Linked DNA regions of Mus musculus: region 2 is linked to region 1. The links are chromatin contacts, called in public HiChIP or PLAC-seq maps. All regions are on one chromosome and are shown on one strand. The core of a region is the stretch at or near the end of the contact, and the rest is flanking DNA. Distances in the headings are between cores, read along the strand shown. Region 1 has its middle 5.4 kb from the start of Gm22386. Region 2 overlaps Gm34265 (a long non-coding RNA gene).

Evidence for each region. HiChIP or PLAC-seq counts read pairs in DNA pulled down with a chosen protein or histone mark.
Region 2: an H3K4me3 HiChIP or PLAC-seq map of embryonic limb bud shows a contact between it and region 1, with 6 times the contacts expected there. The contact joins two enhancer-like sites. A contact is called at or near these places in 5 of 39 promoter capture datasets (the 3T3-L1 cell line, cranial neural crest, hippocampal neurons and 1 more), 1 of 484 Hi-C or Micro-C datasets (the 3T3-L1 cell line) and 1 of 115 datasets of contacts at active chromatin or transcription factors (embryonic limb bud).

The regions. Positions count from the first base shown.
Region 1 is chr17:82,236,376-82,239,068 of GRCm38.p6, reverse strand. No RefSeq gene overlaps it. Among named protein-coding and RNA genes, the nearest start is that of Gm22386, 5.4 kb to the right of the region's middle. Within about 2 kb of position 1,363, at least 9 of the 459 cell types and tissues checked have an H3K27ac peak or open chromatin away from gene starts, as enhancers often do. A contact at or near this core is called in embryonic limb bud, where this site is marked.
Region 2 is chr17:82,856,670-82,859,362 of GRCm38.p6, reverse strand. The region is part of intron 4 of Gm34265 (a long non-coding RNA gene); the gene reads left to right. Among named protein-coding and RNA genes, the nearest start is that of Gm41629, 14 kb to the left of the region's middle. Within about 2 kb of position 1,347, at least 27 of the 459 cell types and tissues checked have an H3K27ac peak or open chromatin away from gene starts, as enhancers often do. A contact at or near this core is called in embryonic limb bud, where this site is marked.

The DNA of each region.
Region 1 (2,693 bases), core at 114-2,613:
TGTATTTTCCAAAACAGTTTGGTTAAAGTGTATCCAAATCATTCTTTTAGTCATAAGAAAAACTAGTTAAAGAAAATTACTGACACCGAACACCTGAGGGCTGAGTTCAAGAAGCCTGGATTCTCCACTACACCAAAGTGTCATGTTACACTGAAGTTTAATTTCCATGGACTTTCTTTTTTTCAAAGTTTTGAATTCTAAATAAAACACTAAATTATTTTGCTCTTTTTATCATCATCATCATTATTGTTGTTGTTATTATTATTATCATCTGTAGCTGCCAGTGGCCACAGGTTACTGGGTTCCTGAAAAGAAAGTTGGGATTGGATGGGAAAGGTAGTGAGAGAAATAAGGAGCCAAGACAAAGTTCTCTGATCAAGGCTCAACTTTAATTCTAGGGTCTGATATTTAAGGAGGTGGGACCCATCTCCCACTATGTCAAGATCTCATGGTTGCTTTGTCAAGATCTGTCAGGAAAATAAGCTCAGCTGCTCAGCAGGTAGCCTCTCACAGGAAGCTGCAGATGTGGCAGACAAAAGACTTTACCTAGGTCAGAAGACTCCACCCTAGGCGAGCTAGCAACTGTGTCAAACAAGGTCTGAGCCAGCCTGCTCAAGGCTGGGGGCAGTGGCATAATTATCATCAATTCTATCAATATTCTTTGGGAAATATTATTTAAAGTCTAATGTGAGAGTGTATCATTTTGATATTCCCCATTATTTCTAATGAAGAAAATAATTATAAGATGATTTTGTAAATTTTCTGAATTGCTTAGTTTTTTTTTTTTCTAATTGTACTATGATCAACTTGTTCAGCAACGTTTTGGTGAACATTCTACTTCACCAAAGTGTCATCTCACACTAACATTTAATTTCCATGGGCTCTACTTATAAAGCATATTAAGATTGGAGGTACTTTTGGTATAGCATTGGAAATGTAAATGAGCTAAATACCTAATAAAAAATGGAAAAAAAAAAATAAAAAAAAAAAAAAAAAAAAAAAAAGATTGGAGGAGACACAAGTGATCAAAGCCTGCCAATTTGACAGCACACGCGTTGGAGACATAGATATAAGCAATCTGGTAGACGCCACAGCATTTTCACCATCATTTTTGAAGGATGTCATGGAAACCTTACCTGTCCATGAGGAGTTAAATACATTTTTACATAAAGATAACTTCCAGATGCACAGGCTACATTTTGACAGTAAACTCAGCCCAGTGAAAGAATAAGTTTGGATTAATCCAGAGCAGGTCACCAAAAGCAAGTGCTAAAATAAAGCCATAAATCTGCACTGCTCAATAAAGCAGTAAGGTTAGTACATTTCCTCTGGTTGTCATTCTCTGAAGTGAAAACAGCTGTCGTATTAGAAGTATATCCAACTTCAAATACGCAGGCAGTGCCCAAACCACAAAACCACCACAGGCACAAGACCTCATCTTATTTAATTGAGACTGCATGAGAGACAAGAGTAGAATACTGCCTCAGGTTTTACAGTTTTCCACAAGCCAGGAAAATAAACTGGCTCCAGATGTGTAGATGGGGTGCACATTTCAATGTTCTAGTGTTTCATGTGGACTCCTAGTTGATGATTGTTCTCACCAGAAAATAATATTTCTTTTAAAGATTTTTTTTCAAAGATGGATTGTCAGAGGTAAGTGTCAAACTCATCTCATTTCAACCTTGGCCATCAATAGACTGATCAGATGTAGCTTCCTGGGACCACAAGATGAATCTAACTTTCATGCAATTTCAAGGTGATGTCTAAGGAACTGCCACTGTAATGGCCATTTGCCACAACCTTCAACAAGAAGGTATTCAAGCTAAAACTATGATAATATTTCAATCAAGTTGCATGCCATCCCTTTCTAATGCTCAACAATATTTCTCTCATTTTTTTATGTGTCTACTCCTAAGAGAACTGAGCTGAGGTAAAAATTAATTTTTATACGTCTTTATCTAAGACTTTTCACTGAGATTTAAGGTGACAGTCTGAAATATAATTTAAAAGGCACACCTTCTCTCTTGTTTGAAGTATTACCTCCTAAAATGTATGATAAGAGCTTGGAAATTAGTTTTAACAATGTGTATGTACGCATGTATGTAAGTATGTATGTATATGTATGTGCATGTATGTCTGTGGTGTATACGTATATGTGCATACGTTGTTGATTTTTATTGTTGTGTGAAGAAAACTACATTTCAAACTTACATCTACTCATATTTGATTCTAGGTCCTTGAAAGACTCTTTAAACATTTCAATTTTAAGTGGTTTTGTCTGTTTTGTTGTGTTGAGGGTTTAGTTTTATTGTTGATGTTTGGCTTTGTTCTGGAGGAGTGTCACCTCTGAAAAATCTCTATTTTTCCTGGAAAAAAATTTAACCATTGTTCTTATTTATTTTACCTCAAGAGGATTGCCATAAGGATAAGTTGTGTTAGCTTTTTATTGATACAATAAAGATGACAAGTTTATCGACTTAACCAGTACAAACATATTTTCTTATAGTTATAAAGGCTAGATTCCAACTTTAAGAGCAAATGCCAACATGTTTAGAGCTTAAGGGCTGAGATCTTTCCTATCTGATGTAAGAATGCAGGCATCTTGACTTTTCTATCTTCTAAATGAAGATGTGGTCCTTCTCGCACAGTCCCCCTCTCTCTTAAAAATGAGCACCTTCTATCCTTTCTCTTTT
Region 2 (2,693 bases), core at 98-2,597, 620 kb before region 1:
CTTTACATTCATTGTAAAACCATTAAGTCTCTGAAGAAAGAGCTTGAGGAAGACTCTGGAGTTCTCATGCTCATGGTTTGGTAGAACTCACACTGTGAAAACAACCATTCTATCAAAATCAATTAACTCATTTGATGTAGTCCCAGCCAAAATGCCCACATCCGCCACAGAATGTGCAGAAAAAAGAAGGTTAAAATTCATATGGATCACAAAAGATGCTGGAGCAATCCTGAGAAAAAGGGGCAGGGTAGAGGAATTACCATTCCAGATATCTTATAGAGTTGGATTAATAAACAGCATGGTATTGCCATAAACCGACAGATAGACTAATGGAATAACAACAGAAATGCCCAAACATGACTGCATGCAGCTACAGCTGACTGATCTTTGACAAATGTGCCACAAATACACATTGGGAAAAGACAGCATCATCAATAAACTACTGGAAAAATGAGATGTTTGCATGAAGAAGAACAAACTGGACCCAAATTTATCACCCAGCACAAAAATGAGCTCTGAACGGATCAGAGACCTCAATGTGAAACTTGAAACACGGAAACTGCCAGGAGGAAGCAATCATAGGCAGTGCCCAAAAAGATAGAGCTGTCTGTAACGACCCTCTGTCCAGGACTCTGTCAGCTCAGGAATTAACCATTGACCAGTGGGTTTCACTGTGTAGCCCTGGCTGTCCTGGCTCTCACTCTGTACAGCCAGGATGTCGGGGATTGGTCTGCCTTTGCCTCTCAAGTGCTGGGATTAAAGGTGTGGACCACCATCGCCCAGCAGCCAGCAGCCCATCTTTCTATTCCAGACTAGAACCAGGTCTAGTGTTCTTATCTTGTCTGTAGTGAGACTCCCTTCCTATTCAGTGTGCGGTGTCTATAGAATGAGACATGGAGGCAGATAAAATAAAATGAAAACACTGGTTCTCAACCTTCTTAATGCTGTGACCCTTCAATATAGATCATCATGTTCTGGTGACCCCAACCAAATAAAATTGTTTTCATTGCTACGTCATAGCTGTAATTTTACTACTGTAAAATAGCCATGTTTTCTGATGGTCACGGCCCCCAGCTTTAGAACCATTGGTCTAGGAGGTGTGATAGCTGATGGGTATCTGAGAATGGGCGTTTGCTTTAAACCTTTAACTTTTAAAGTGCTCTAGCACGGGAGACTTATTTCCATGACATTTTTTTTTTTTTTAAAAAGAAGAAAGCCTGCTGCTTGTGGACCTGTGAAATAAAGGCATTATGTTCTCAAGCAGAAAACCTGCCTTCCCCAAGAGACACGTACCTGGCCATATTAAAAAGGATTTCCATAGGCATCTGTTTCTCAGATGTGGTCCTAAAGCCTCAGGGGTCAGAAATGTAGACTGCTGGAATCTGGGGGGTGTGGGAGGTGCTTGCAGGGAGCCTCTCACTGGACTGTTTCCCTTGGCCCCCGGCCTCTGTTTCTCACACAGTGATCTCAGACTGTGCATGCTTTCCTACCTGTCTTTCTTTGGTATGGAACCCCCAAAAGACCCTTTGGTCAGGTACCACAATTCTTCCCGAGTACAGAGGAAAATCAAGATGAGGGAGGAGCCTCGTGTAAGGGAAAGGCTCGGGGTAACAGAAGCAGAAACATATGCGCATTTCATCCAGCAGGGGGCAGTGAGATCACGTGGCTACACTAAGCGAGGCAACCCAGACCCCAGGACCAAAGCTGAGAGCTGCTTTTGCTCTCCAAGGTGGATTCCAGGACCTGGTACCTGCCATCGCTCAAGCCCTCCGCAGGTTTTGTAAGAGCTTTTTCCATTTGATAATTTATAGGAACACTACTTGCTTCCCTTCTGTCCAGTGGCTTATTTAGAATGGCTGAGCACGTTTTAATAAATCAGCAACCCTCCAAATGTGAAGGGAAATAAAATGTTTTGCAGCCCGGGGACGGCGAGGGTTTGTCTGCCTTGAGCACTCCTGTGACAGGACGATCAAATAAAGACAAGGTTGTGGTTTTGATCTCTCTGGAGGCTGATTACTTTGTTCTATTGTGTGGTCAAAGGCCTCACTACCAATGTGTTTAATCACCTAGAAATGCTTGCTTTGCATCTAGGAGGTCAGCTGTGTTGCAGGGTCAGAGAAATTTACTAGGGCTAGGGAAAAAGTTCGGTCTTAACATGATGCAGTCGCTGTTTAAAAATCTCTCTCCTTGAAGGTGATAGACAACGCCTGTGAAAGTAATGGAGTGGTGTTCAAATCCATTCGCTGTTCCTGTGATAATTCACTTGCACACAGGGAGAGTGGGTTTTGCCATTTGAAAACACAGTCAATTCTCTCTGCTTCAGTGGATCATCTCTATAGGATCTTATCTTCTCTCCCTTGGTTGGTCTCAGAGAAGGGCAGAGGTCGAGAAGAGCCTGGGAAGAAAGAGCCGATAGAAACGACATCCTTCTCACTCCACTGCCTTTTAAAGTCACTTGTCATTTTGCATGAGCTCTTCTCCCTGCGACAGGTATGCGGGTCAAATGGCTTCTTCAAGAGGATACCCAGAACTCCTCACCCTGCGTGCCTCATAGATGAAAGTCCACCTTTCTTTTTTGCTTCATTTTGTACTGCCCCAGAGAGCCCTGTCTCATGGTCCTTCACCTCAGTAGCTCTGCCAAAAACATACTCAGTTTTGCAAGCCAGATTTCCAAGATCCATGCCCGACACCTT